2 separate regions of the Hordeum vulgare genome follow, and region 1 is linked to region 2. A link is a contact called in public Hi-C data. All regions are on one chromosome and are shown on one strand. Each heading gives the region's core, a stretch centred on a gene start, on an enhancer-like site or on the middle of the called end of the contact. The rest is flanking DNA. Distances are from core to core; before and after follow the strand shown.

Evidence for each region. A called contact is a pair of places that touch in the nucleus more often than the background predicts.
Region 1: a Hi-C map of seedling shows a contact between it and region 2, with 4 times the contacts expected there. The contact joins the promoter of LOC123449093 here to the promoter of LOC123446672 in region 2. A contact is called at or near these places in 5 of 6 Hi-C or Micro-C datasets (leaf, seedling and an unstated tissue) and 1 of 1 datasets of contacts at active chromatin or transcription factors (embryo).

Annotation. Positions count from the first base shown.
Region 1 is chr4H:489,465,039-489,471,936 of MorexV3_pseudomolecules_assembly, reverse strand. LOC123449093 reads right to left here and starts at 2,167. Exons shown (of 18, transcript XM_045126179.1): 1 at 1,681-2,167; 2 at 93-156. The coding sequence starts at 1,971. It overlaps LOC123449094 (eukaryotic translation initiation factor NCBP), which reads right to left. Exons shown (of 6, transcript XM_045126180.1): 2 at 6,841-6,898; 3 at 6,635-6,739; 4 at 6,455-6,532; 5 at 3,572-3,691; 6 at 3,164-3,454. The coding sequence ends at 3,323.
Region 2 is chr4H:488,811,375-488,818,168 of MorexV3_pseudomolecules_assembly, reverse strand. It overlaps LOC123446672 (ethylene-responsive transcription factor ERF014-like), which reads right to left and starts at 2,182. Exons shown (of 1, transcript XM_045123231.1): 1 at 911-2,182. The coding sequence starts at 1,904. The coding sequence ends at 1,215.

The sequences.
Region 1 (6,898 bases), core at 918-3,417, 650 kb before region 2:
CACAATGTAGCAAATAAATAAGGAGAAGTTGACTATGAATGGGCCAGTGAAACACTGGAAGAAGGCAAAAATATTGTACTGGATTGACATACCAACCAAAATAGCTTCATCCTTGCTACCTGGATCCAACCCAGTGGTCTCTTTGTTTGAAGATGGCTACATGAAGGTTGATTAAAGAAATCAGTATTTTGCACATCAGGAAAGATAACAGAACAGATGTGCTTATTCATCAAATATATAGCATATAAGTTGAACCAAACGACTGATCTAGAATCTAAATTAACACGAAAAATAAACATAGTCCTCACCCATTATGGAACTGGGAGAATGTGCATGCCACTGGTTGCAATTAACCATCTACGAGTTTTTTTTCCTTCTCTATAATGTTTTTGTCTGGATCGCATTGCCAAATTCAATTTATCCACTTCAGATAATTTGGGTGGCATGGACGGTTTAATCAAAGCCTTGCAACAGAGATAGATGGTAAAATTTACTGGTGGAAAGAAGAGAGCTAACCTTTACCGTATCCTTTCTAAACTATTCTCTTGGATCTTAAATGGTTATGCAATAAACGGGAGGACACTCCTTGAGCAAACAGTAAGCAGGGAGTCAACATATTCAATTCATTTAGCTCAGTTATGTGTGGTTGGTTTGAAACATCATTGTTAGTTACTAATCTGTGAGGATCACTACTTGGTTCACTGAAAGTTCAGAATTTGACTCCACAAAGAAGGTACAGCCCTAGAGCTCCCCTTTTTCTCCGCTTGATTTGCGAAATGTGGAAAGTTGGCAGTTCCATACAAGTACTTGTGCATGATGATGGGAAGAAACATATTTGATAATGATGTTCTTGATGGAACAGGCAGCCACTACTAAAAGCCTAAGATTACAACCCTTCAGGCATGATATTTGCTAGACTTGTAGCACAAAAATTAGCAAGGTATAGGCACAGCATGCAAAAGATAGGTGACTTGATTGCGGGGTAGACATATCTTCTGTGTTTAACTTTAATATGCAGTGCCTGTCATCAAATAAAAGGAAGGGAAATGTAGGGATGTACTGTTTTATTTTGATACTAATATTCCCCAAAACGCAAATGGAAAGAATAAACTAGCACTCAAAATATAGTAATGCCACCAATTTCCATATTCACATCAAGACTGGACTCAGCAGCCCAGACACGCTACAGGCTACATCAGACTAGGCATTTGATGTATGTCTAACCTTATCCCGGTCCCCAGACTAACCCACGTATGTAGCTTTAAATCCGTCATGCCAGCCCAATTGTTTCAGATCAAAGTGATGTGGCTTGAATTTCAATTCTGTAATTTAGCTATTATATACACCGACGACATATTTCCTGCCATGCTCATGGTGTATTAATGTGAGCAGAAAATTGGTTCAAATTCGTATATCAGTTACAGGTGTTCATCAACAGATACAGATGTGGTAGAGTCACTACTCGATCTGTTTGCACCTCTACTTGGCCAACAAGGTATAAGAAATCATGTGCATTCCAAACTTATTTAAAATTGAAAATCGGGAGGAACTTATTTATCAACACGGAAGCGAGCATAGAGAATCCACGATTTCAACGCAGCGGGCGAATTAAAGCAGCCCAGTTACCGAGCAAGCACCAGACAACAGCCGAGACGGGGGCGAATTCTAGCAATGCAGTACCTTCCTGGCGGCCGCTGATCTCCGCGGCCTCGCCTTCCTCTTAGCCTTCTCCGGCTCCTCCGCGGCCTCCTTCCCAGCCGCCTCCTCGGCCGCTGGCGCGGGAGGGGCAACCCCTGCGCCGCCGCCGCCGCCGCCGGACCTGCCCGACCCAAACGGGAGCCTGGACTGCACGCACCGCCTCAGGCGCTTCGCGTCGGACGACGAGGGCGACGGCTTCGCAGGGGACGGCGTTGGCGACGGCGTGGGCGTGGGCATCGGCGCCGGGTCCTCGGGGTCAGCAGATCCGCCCATCGGAACGGGATCGAGCGGGGAGCCGGGGCTAGGGTTTGGGGTTCGGGAGCTGGAAATTGTTTAGTGCCGCGAGGGGGCGGGAGACGGGGCTGGATGGATTAGCTTCACGTTTCTCCCGCGCGGTGGAGCGGACGCGCGCGCGCGCGCGCGGGGGGGCGGATTTGGGCGGGAGCCAGGGGAGGGAGGAGGTTGGCGCGGCGCACGCTACGGTACGGACAGAATTGCGAGCAGTAAAGTGAGTATCGGTGTTCTTTCTCTCTCTTTATTTTTTAGCCGGAGTGTCAGTGTTTTGATCGGGCCCGTGCTCAGATTTTTCTGGGCAGTAGGCCGACGGCAAGAGCCATTTGGCACTGTATGGGCTGGGATGATGGGTGGAACTAAGAAGGCTAGAACGCGGGCTTGGCCCGTTTACCCAAATCCCTAGTGTGAGATTTTTTTATTATTTTATTTTATTTTGACTGCCAGTCTTCTTCTTTTTTTCAGTCTTTTTGACTGCCAGTCCTGGTGTAAGATTTGTCTGGCGAACATGCAAGGGCCTAATTTTTAGCAGCACAGTATTTTTGAAACCGTGGTAATGTAAAACCTCGGTATTCCAATGTTTGGTCAATGAATACTCTATTTTTTTTAAACCAAAAGACGCTATTTAAAAGCATTGCGGTTTGTAAGTTATTGTATATATTTATTGATGCCAAATACATCAGGGTTTACAAAACTATGGTTTCTAAAAACAAAACATGATATTCTAGAAATACTCCAAAAATACTTGTCTGACAAACACAGCCTAAGGTTTGGCATTACCCTAACAAAATGTAATTCTTGGCCAACCCTCTTTATATCACAGATCTTTGTTTATAAAATTTGTTTTTTGCTATACTACTGATCAAAAGGTATGTGCTTAATTTTTCTTTTTGCTGGTAAGAGTAACCGGTGCCGTCTGAAAGACCCAAACAATGTGCTCAGACATTCCCGAGATTCAATTATCATCCTGGAGTACTTACTATTTCTGTGATATTATCAGCACCATCCAAAGAGCAACCCGAGGTTTCACCTAAATACTCCCTCCATTCCAAAATAAGTGTTGCTGCTTTAATACCAAATTTATACTAATTTAATATTAAATTTGCGTCACTTATTTTGAGACAGAGGGAGTACTTGCCAAAACGAGTCGACCATACAGCCATCCGGGCGAATATCATAAAAGTCAATACTTAGGCATTTGAAATTCTGTAGAGTACATGGTAGCATGACAAAGAGTAATCATACATCATGGCTGGGTTGAAACTTCAGAACCGAAAATCCACAAGGATTAAGTTCACGAGAAGGGCCATGACTAGCCTTGACAACATGGAGGTTAACCTCTCAGCCATGTGTTCCTGTAGGACGAGTTGTCTCGCAGCGAGGCATCATGTGGTTTGTACTCCATCAGATAGGTGTGCGGCAGCTTCAAGTGCCTCTTAATTGAGTCTCTTAATGTCATCACAGCCTGCAAGGCACAAGAACACGAGCGAATGAATAACATGGAGAAGAGAGAAAAAAAACTGGTGGTAACACAGTCAAATCCAAACACCTTAGTCCAGAAACATTAAGAGAAGTCGCAAACCTGGTGGTCTGATGCATTCCGATTCCAGACACTCAGGATGTCTTCATTGAAACGACAACTTAGCACAATGCCACAAACATCATCACTATAATCAAGTTGGTCACCCACTAGAACCAGCACCTGGACAAAGAAACATGATGGTGGAAAGAATTAAAATCTAAGCCATCGACAGCTGCAGGACCTAACCAAATAATCCTTATAAAAATTGTTAATCAACAGAACACATTTTGGGCAATCAGGTGCCATTCTTGAGGCACTGTAAAACTGAATGATTGTGATCCCAGAGACTAAAGGGGAGGACAAGCCGCATAGAAAAGCAGAACAAAGACAGGAAATGAAATGTGAATGAGCAAAGAAAATCTGAGATTGCTGTGGATGTGACATCAACAACAAGCAGACACTATATAGAGAAAAGAAGATGGTGCCAGAAAATAATGATAAAACAAACCTACTTGTTGCAAGTACAATAGAGCATGTAAAATCAGCTAGATATGAGGGCTCATGGTGGGAGACCAGAATGAGAGTAAAATCAAACAGTTGCACCAGGAAAACACAAGGATGAAGCATGTTGTGTCATTTCCATTACATTAGTTAAACCAATTTATGAGTAAATGCAACACATATCTTCCTCTCTCAAATTAGTATCCTCACACAAATGCAATATCCACAAGTGTACTCAGAAAAATAAATAAGAAGAAACAAAAATGATGTTAAACAGGCATTGCGTATTAACATGAAGGGTGTGGGATGTGACAACAACTGATAGAGGGCATCCATGTACCCAAATGTTTCTCGTAGCTCTTCGATTTCTTTAATGCAGCACAAATCTCCACTTGCCGAGGCAAACATTCAAAAGGTACAGTGCCACAGGTTTTGTTTGTGGGAACAATAGCCATAGGTACAAATCTTGCTTCACATTTTAAAACCCACTGCACCCATTGTACTAGTGATGCATAAATCTACTAATAGGAGCCATGCATGAGATTATTTGCAATCTTGATTTCATAAACATTGATAGGGAAACTAGACTGCCAGACTAAAATATTTATACACTAAATCAAGAGTTAGAGACAAGGGACTTCAAAAAAAGAAGATACAAAATTAAAGAAATAGAAATGGTGATCAAGAAGTATGGCTCAGTAGACATGTGAAAATTTGTGAAAATTTGTAAAGCATAGCATATGGCATGCATGCTTAAGAAAGCAGTCAACCGTAACCACAGAACAGTGCATCTTGGAAGGCTGCTAATTCATTTCTGGATCAGCGTCAACTTCTTCTATGCTGAACCACTTGCTTCAAGTCATAAGTGCACACAGTAAACATGAAAATAGCAATAATACTACCTCAGGTCTCAGGATTATGTTGGTACAGGTACCAGGGTGCCAGACCATTATGCGCTGCAAGGCTGTTTGGTTTAAGGGACGGCCTTATACAGGGAGATCCGGGCCCATCATGGGTAATCCCATGTTTTCATGTCACGGACCTAAGTCTCCATTGACTATTGGCACTAGCATAACGTCGTTGTGTTGCTACGGAACCGCAAAAATGATTCAGATGTATTGGATTATTAATATATTATGGTATATAACAACCAATGCATGTGCAACACTGCAGAGAAGAAACTCAATCAAGCAGCCAACACTGCAGTTGTGTAACTGCAGCAGCAACGTGAGCACCGTTGCAAGCTAAGATTCTTTTTTCTCTTCAGATGGGAGGGGTCTCGTGGGTTCTAGATGACTGAGGGAGATTGAGTGGAGTGGGGGTGTCGTGGGTATAAGCCTGACAGTAGATGTGTAGGGTACGAAAAGGATGGGCAGAGTCCCAGCTACGGCGAGGTTGTATGAGTTCAGGCCCCTCTACGGTGGAGGTAATAGCCCTACGTCTCAGTGCTCTAGGAGCTTGTTGTCGAGTGGAATATGGAATACAATGATTTGCTAACCCCTGCACCAGCGGGGGAGGGTGGCTTATATAGAGTGCGTTGCCCTCCACAACGGTTCCGGTACAGGGGTGGAGTAGTGGCGATTGAATGCCTACGTTACAGGTAACGTATGTCCTAAATGCTAATAAATGCACCGGGAAACGTACGACTGTTTCCCTCCAGGGAGGTTACGATGTTCCGAGTGCCATCCAGTCGGTTAGTTTGATGTTCTCCGACTGGATGGTCGAGGACCTGTTACCGACTGGACGATGGGGACTCCTTAATTCAGTCGGAACTGACTAAGGGCCTTGTCCCTTATGAGGGGTAGTCCTTGGGTAGGACTTACAGGGCAGGCCTATGACCCTACCCTAGGACTATAACCCCATCAGGGGGAGTATAAGATAGTAGAGATTATGGCCATGACTCATGAGGAATGCCATTCTGAAGGAAAAAACATTTCCGCTCTATAAACAGAACAAGGGCTATCCTGTTCCAAATCTAGACCTAAGTTTCTTGTTTCACTTGAGGAATGAAATGTTTGATCCATCAGACCATCACTAACTCCTCACAGCATCCCACAAGGTTATAATGCAATTAAAGACCAGTCATGAACAAAGTAAAAACATCACTTGAGAATCCCATGATGATAAGAACTACTCCCTCCGTTCCTAAATATAAGTCATTTAGAGGTTTCACCGGTGGACTACATACGGATGTATATAGACATACTTTAGAGTGTAGATTCACTCATTTTGCTCCGTATGTAGAGCCCTAGTGAAATCTCTTAAAAGACTTATATTTAGGAACGGAGGGGTAGAATTTTCCACAAATCAAGTAGGCTAATGTATAGTACTTCATGGTGGCACAGGAAGGGAAGTCCTAGTTGAGGGTTTAAAGAACAACAACCGAAGTTTGTATGATGACCTAATCTTACAGCCCAACGAAAGCACAAATAGATTACTTACCAAATCCTCCCAGAAACGCCCAGAAACAGCCTTCTTGAACCGTATAATCCACTTGCCGCCATTCCGATTTGCAGGATCCTGCCCAGTCAAAATGCATTAACCACTAGAAGCATGGTAGACATGACACCAATACTAAACACAGACACTACTGAAAAAACAACAGCTTGTTCGGAGCAATACCTCCCAGAGTGGACGGACACCCTCTTTGAAAAGATGCAGGTCCGTGGGGCTCGGTAGGGCGGACGGGCGTGCGAGGTGGCAGTAGCAAACCCAGAACGACTCGACCTAAAGTCATCCAATTCCAAACAGCAATATCAATCAGTAAGCTCCACTGACCTAACTAAGAAAAAACCCTGAAAGCAACCTGCTGTGACGGAGACACGTACAGTGCTGAAATCGACGATCTTCTTGATGTTGTCCTCGTACGACTGCGACCTCGTCCCG
Region 2 (6,794 bases), core at 933-3,432:
TTGTGTTTTGCGGTGTTTCCGATTTGGTCCAATGTCAACTCATTCACCGCGGGTTTAATGTATTCGGGTTCGTCTTTACAATCGCGGAGGTGAATAGTGAATGCTGCCTTTGCTAGGGCAGTTGATATCAAGCATCTCTGAAACAATATACAAGTGGAGTTTCTTGCTGCTGTATTTTTGGTCATCAGCTGTTAGGGTTAACCGCAGTTCTGACCCTAAATTCTGGTGGCCGGTGATAAAGTACTAATCAGATTCTTAAGACACCGAGATCATGTACAGTCGTACAGCTGTACCCAGGTGCATGGTGGCGACTGAAGGTTGCTACTCCGACAAAGTGCACATAAATTCGAGCCGAAAAGGACCATATTTGATGGCGTTGCCCTAAACAACAAACACCTGCAACGAACCAGGCAAGACCTGCGTAGTACTGCTTCCACACCGCAAGACGCAAGTGGTCATGCCGTGTCACTCTGCTTGAAGGCCAGACGGTGTGAACACTGAACACTGAACAGACTTAACACAACACTGGATTGTCAGCTGGAGTAAGTGGGAAAGGCCAGGATAACAGCTAATGGGAGCGCTGGAATCTTAGCTAGATCATCCTCAAAAAGAAAATAAAATAAAGAATCTTAGCTAGATCGAAGGCATTTTATGGCCACCTTTACAATACCGGAGAACCCAGAGCTGCAGAGTTACAGACCAGCACAGCTCAGCTAAGCTCCTGCGAGTGAGCTGCTCTGAGCGTAGGCACCAAGCCTCCTCACGAGACAGAAAGCTCGTCCTCCATAGCACTTTCCGATTAAACTAAACTAATTGTACTGTAATGATCAACAGAAACGAACTGAAGCAAAACGGAATAAATCCAACAGGCATCCAATGCAACCGGTCTCACTCATCAACCCATACAGTGTAGTGGCAGTACTATTATTATTGACGTCTCGCCAAATAAACACACACATGTCATTAAGTATATTAATTGTGGTAGTATAAGTATTATGTTCTTACACTAAAAACGAACGAAAGAATCTGTGGAAGCAGACTTGGACTGAGACCTAGCTGGAGCTAGCCTAGAGAGGATCCATGCATGCACCTAGCTAGCTAAGCTTCCATGGGAGAAGAGAAAAATCGATGATCAATGGATGGCGATCGACTCATGGATGGATGCGCGTGTCGAAGTCGATCCATTGCAAACGGTGCGTACGTGCATCATCGCTCTAGCAGAAGCTCCACAGCCTCATCATCTCGCCGTCCTCCTCGGGCTCCTCCCAGGTCGACGAGAAGGGCGTGGCGTGACCGGCGGCGATGAGATCCATGAGCTTGGGGGACGCGAAGGCGTCCAGGTCCGTCCACAGCTCCTCGTGATCTCCCACCGGCGAGCCAGCGCTGGCCGCGCGGGACATCGAGGACGTGGCGTGCTCCTGGACGTCGGCGCTCCCCAGCGTCGACACCGAGACCGAGGTCCGCGGCGTCGTCGCCTCGGCGCTGGAAGAGCAGCTGTCGTCCACGACGATCCTGGTGGCTTCGAAGGCCGCGGCGGCGGCGGCGGCCGCGCGCTGGATGGACCTCGGGGACAGGTCGTCGGCGGGAACGGAATGCGGCGGCGAGGGTGGTGAGGCGGAGGACGAGGACGGGAAGTTGAGGACGGCGTCGGAGCCCTTGAGGCAGAGGAGGGCGGCATCGTAGGCGCGCGCGGCGGCCTCCGGGGTGGCGTAGGAGCCGAGCCAGATCCGGCGCTTCTGGTGCGGCGCCCTGATCTCGGACACCCACGACCCCCAGCTCCGCATCCGCACGCCCTTGTACTGCCTCACCGCCATTGCCGCCGGCCGCCTACCGCCGCTCTCCGGTACCGCCGCAGCGTCGACGCACCTGCTGCTAGTGCCACTGCCCGGGTGGTTCTTGACCATTTTGCACGCGCTGTAGCTCCTCCGTGCCGGCGAGATGAGATCTTGCTGCCGCGCCACGCAGCTGCCTACTTATAGGGAGGGACGCGGCGTGTGAAGTGTGAACGGAGCGCTGCTAGCTAGCGAATTCGATGGTGGGAAAGGGGGCAGTGTCACTCTCGCGCACGCAAAGTCACCACGTACGTACGTAGGAGAGGATGTACGTGCGTGGTCCGGGCAGTGGAGAAAGGGTTCGCGCTATTCAAGTGCTAGTACTGCTTAACTTGCATTTGGAAGACTCCTTGATTATTTTCGGTCCAGTGACCAAGACCAAGGCTGGTTAGAGCATCTACAGCCTCACCCTTCAAATAACTCCTCAAACATCCGTGAGACGCGTTCGACTAGTGATCGAACAAGAAAGAAGAAAAAAATGATTCAACCAGATTTCTCGTATCATCCTACTACTACCTCCGTCACGGTTTAGAAGACACAGTTAAATTTACGTGCATTTTTTTACGATAAACAAGGTTTAAGGCGCATTGCATTTACTCCAAGCTTTTAATTAGTACTTCGTTGTACTATTACTTTTAAATGAATGCGTAGTGTAAATGTTATTTTTTAACTCATTTTATAGCCAATCAATACACCTAGGTTCTAGAAAATTTTCATACGCACCTTCTAAACCGTGACGGAGGAAGCACATGTGATGTAGGAATACCGACTTTGCCCTTGCCTAGCCAGGCTTGTTTGAGAAGGTATAGGCGGATCTCGATCGTGGGAGAATGTAGTGCTGTAGCTTGTATAGCTCGCCTTCCTTCGAGGACGCTTCGGCTGTAGTAGTAATTAACTGTGGCGAGAAAAGAAAAGAAACGGAAACAGGGTACGCCTGCATGCATGGGCAGCTGCCAAACTTGCCTGATGCTGTCGGAAAACCTATAATTAAAGCCACGGAAATAGCTGTAAAACCAGATCTATCAGCTGCCATCGTGCCATTTCAGTACTATGTACATGGAACTGCGAAAAGCCCTATATCTTTAATTAGCTGCCATGGAAATTGTATATAGGCTGGCCTAAAGCATACAATGCTCAATTATTCGTCAGTTTTCAGACGTCGATTAGTGCGCCTCGTACATATGTATATAGCATACCAATACCGGGTATATTTCTCTTATTATTAGAAAGATCTGCGGCCATTGTGCATATATAATTCGAACGTACGTCATGGAGTCATGGGCATGCCAGATTTCTCATACTACATCATTAATCTACACTGCTAGCTGCTATGCCCCCACATTATAATTAAGTAACGGCAGACGGTTAGATGTGCTCTTAAAAAGCTCGTACCATCGTGAGAGTCGTCGCGCCCAAGCAAGTTCAGAGGCGCCATCCATGCGTGGAGAGCGAGAAGTCAGATCATCCATCAGGCATGAGAAAAAGCTGTGCGAGATGATCAAGTGCCTCTGCACATCTCGGTGTAAAGATTGGCTCTGCCCTCCACGGCAAGTGATCAGGCTGATAATAGCGCTCCTGCATTCCCTAATTCGGAAAGTGGCCGGTAATACCCTGATTATCCATCATCATTTAGGGAACGAACGGCATTATTGTGTGGACTGTGGACCCAATGTTTTGTTGCAAACACAAATGACATGCCGGGATGTATAAGATCGATCTCGGCTACTCGGAGAAGCGTTGATCGGGCAGTACCCAGTGCCTGACGCAGATCAAGAAAAACGCACTATGTAAAAGCACGAAATGTGAGCTGAGCCGTTGAGCAGTGAACGTGCGATCAAACGGTGGAAACTAGCAGCCCCCATGTTGTTGTTGCAGCAAGTAACATCTGCCAATAAAAGTTAATGTAAGCTTTATGTTCAGTCTCGCTTTTCTACGTATCTTATGGTGTACTCCATGCATCCATGAAACTGCCTAGCTTACATAGGCTTTGATCAAACCTAGCTGCTGCTCACTGGACCAACTCTCTACTATCTATTCAACGAATTTAGCAGTTAAACTGCTAACGTTAAAAAAAAAAACCTTGCTGCTACTCACATGTGCTCAGATTTTATCTGACCTATCCTGTATTTGGAGCAAAGCATAAATTGCATAAAAGATCATCACTATTAGGGTTAGCGCTGCTCATAACCACCACTTAGTTAACATTTTACTGAAAACAGCCACTGTTTGGGCAGGCCGTTACACATAACCCATACATGTACTTCAAGTGCAGCGGGTTGGCGATTCTAACAATGAATTGACTAGCTTTGGTTGGAGTTGGAACAAACCATACACGAAACTCTGGATTGGTTTTCCTAACAAAATCATAAACGGCCTTCCTGAGAGACTAACAAAACTTCAGACCAAATTCTTGAAGCACACTTTTTTGGCCCACTATATCTTTACCTACTAATATTAATAAAACAATTAGTGCTTCTGTCGTTCGTTATTAACATTGTCCTTAAAGTTGATGAAAATTACCCACCAATGCCATTAATAAGTGGAGCTTCTGTTCATCAAACTTCATGTCATTACATTATACAAGGGCACTAGCCAGCCTGTTGGCTATGCGGTATGTATCCCGTCCAGGAGACCTGGGTTCGACCCAGGTACTTCTCATTTTTTCTAGCCTTTTCTCAAACCTCAAATATTTTATAGATTAAAGTATTTTTAAAAATATTCATATCTTTCAAACCTTTAACATGTTATTTTTTCACAAAGGCCATCTCGTAAAATTGTCGCTTAATTATCACCTTAACCCAGTGTCAATATCACCTATAAATGATAAAAAATATTCATGATTTTAAATAGGTTCATGATTTATAGAAAATGTTATGATTTCTAAATTGTTCATGATTTCACGAAATTAAGAGTGATAGTATATCTGAGTGATGCAGTAAAATATGGCCATCTCCATTGGAAATTATGAAAAAAAATCCGTTGCAACGCACGAGCCTTTTGCTACTATATATAAATTAAAGATCACAAGTACACGTCCGAATGCTACATGATGACGATGAAACACCCCAATAAAGCAGAATTCAGATAATACATTAGTCGAAACACAACTACGCCGCTGAGCTGGAAAATAGGAGGACCTAAAGACTACACTAGCAATAACCAACGACACTTGGGCTCCCCGGCAACACCCTCGAGAGGTGAAACAACGCAAAGTGTCGCCATTGCCGCACGCGACGAAACGGACAAAGATTGTCATGTGGGACTCTCGCAGGGGAAGCGAGATACGACAACGTCCGCACGAGGAAAGCGGCATTTGCAGGTGTCGTCGTTGTCGGTGCCGAAGCACAAAGCTTTCACCTAGTTGCTTCCCCGCGCCATACGAGATATGAGCCGGCGCCTCCATGAAGTCGGGACCTCGAGAGCCACATCTGGGCACCTCCCTGCTGAAAGGATCGATATGCTTGACTAGAGAAGGGGGGGGGGGTAATAGGCAACTAAGAAATTTTAAACTTTTTTAAAACAAATTAGGTTCAGCAACAAATAGGTTGTCTAGATATGCAACTAAGTGAGCAACCTATATGATGCTAACAACAACAATATTAAGCAAGAAGCAAATACAAGTAAGGTAAGAAATAATCACAAGTGGAACCGATGAAAATGAGGATGTGATTTCGAAGTTCCCTCCCTTTAAAGGGAAGTATGTCTTCGTTGGAGCGGTATGGAGGCACAATGCTCCCCAAGATGCCACTAAGGCCACCGTATTCTCCTCACGCCCTCACAAAATGCGAGGTGTCGTGATTCCACTAAGTGGTGTCCTTGAAGGCGGCGACCGAACATTTACAAACAAGGTTGGGGCAATCTCCACAACTTAATTGAAGGCTCCCAACAAGACCACGAAGCTTCACCACAATGGAATATGGCTTCGAGGTGACCTCAACCGTCTAGGGTGCTCAAACACCCAAGAGTAACAAGATCTGTAAGGAATTAGTGGGGGAAATTAAATTTCTCTTGGTGGAAGTGTAGATCAAGGCACTCTCAACCAAACCCTAGAATATCAACAAGTTTTGTCGGCTACGAAGAGAGATCGGGCTAAAATGGAGCTTGGAGCAACAATGGAGCTTCAGGGGTGAAAAGGTAGGGTTCTTAGGGAAGAAGAACCCCTTTATATAATGGGGGAGGGAATCTGCCCCTTACCCACCCCCTGGGCACGAGGCAGAGCAGTACTACCGCTCGTGGGAGCGGTACTACCGCTAAGGCAAAGGGAGTCAGGGCCAGAACCGAGGCAGCACAGCTAGTACCGCCGAGGGCGATAGTAACAAGCGGTAATACCGCCCTGTGGACGGTACTACTGCCTAGTACTACCGCAAAACTCACCCACAAAAGTGTTCGCACTTCTGGAGAGCGGTACACGCCAGCGGCACCAGCACATCACTACCGCTCTGAGCGGTACTACCATCGGCCGGGCGGTACTACCGGTGATAAGAGGTAGTACCGCTTGGAATTTGCATGGCAGGGTTAGGCAGGGTAGAAAGCTCCATCGAACCGGAAAAGGAGTGAGGAAAAAGTGTACGTGATGATTCCACCCAGACTTTTCCAACGCGGATCCCCGCTTAATAGTACGACTTTTCCTACGACTCAAGTCCACCGACAACGAAGCATAAGAGCGAAAACCGTCTTCACATCAAAGCACCAAGGGGCAAGAATCGTCTCTGTGCCACACGAGAAAATAACTGAAAGGCTTATCGCACACGATTAGTCCGCAAAAGTGTCATCATCAATCACCAAAACTACTAGGGTAGAAATATGCCCTTACACATGCCGTGGCCGAGAAGATGCCAAAGTCTCCCAATGCTACACTCCTCGCCATCCACACAATCGAGGTACGTCGCCACCACCGCCGGAGAGCCCATTGAGTAGCCCACCATCCAAGGCCGCCGCCCGACATCCCTCACTGAACCTCTC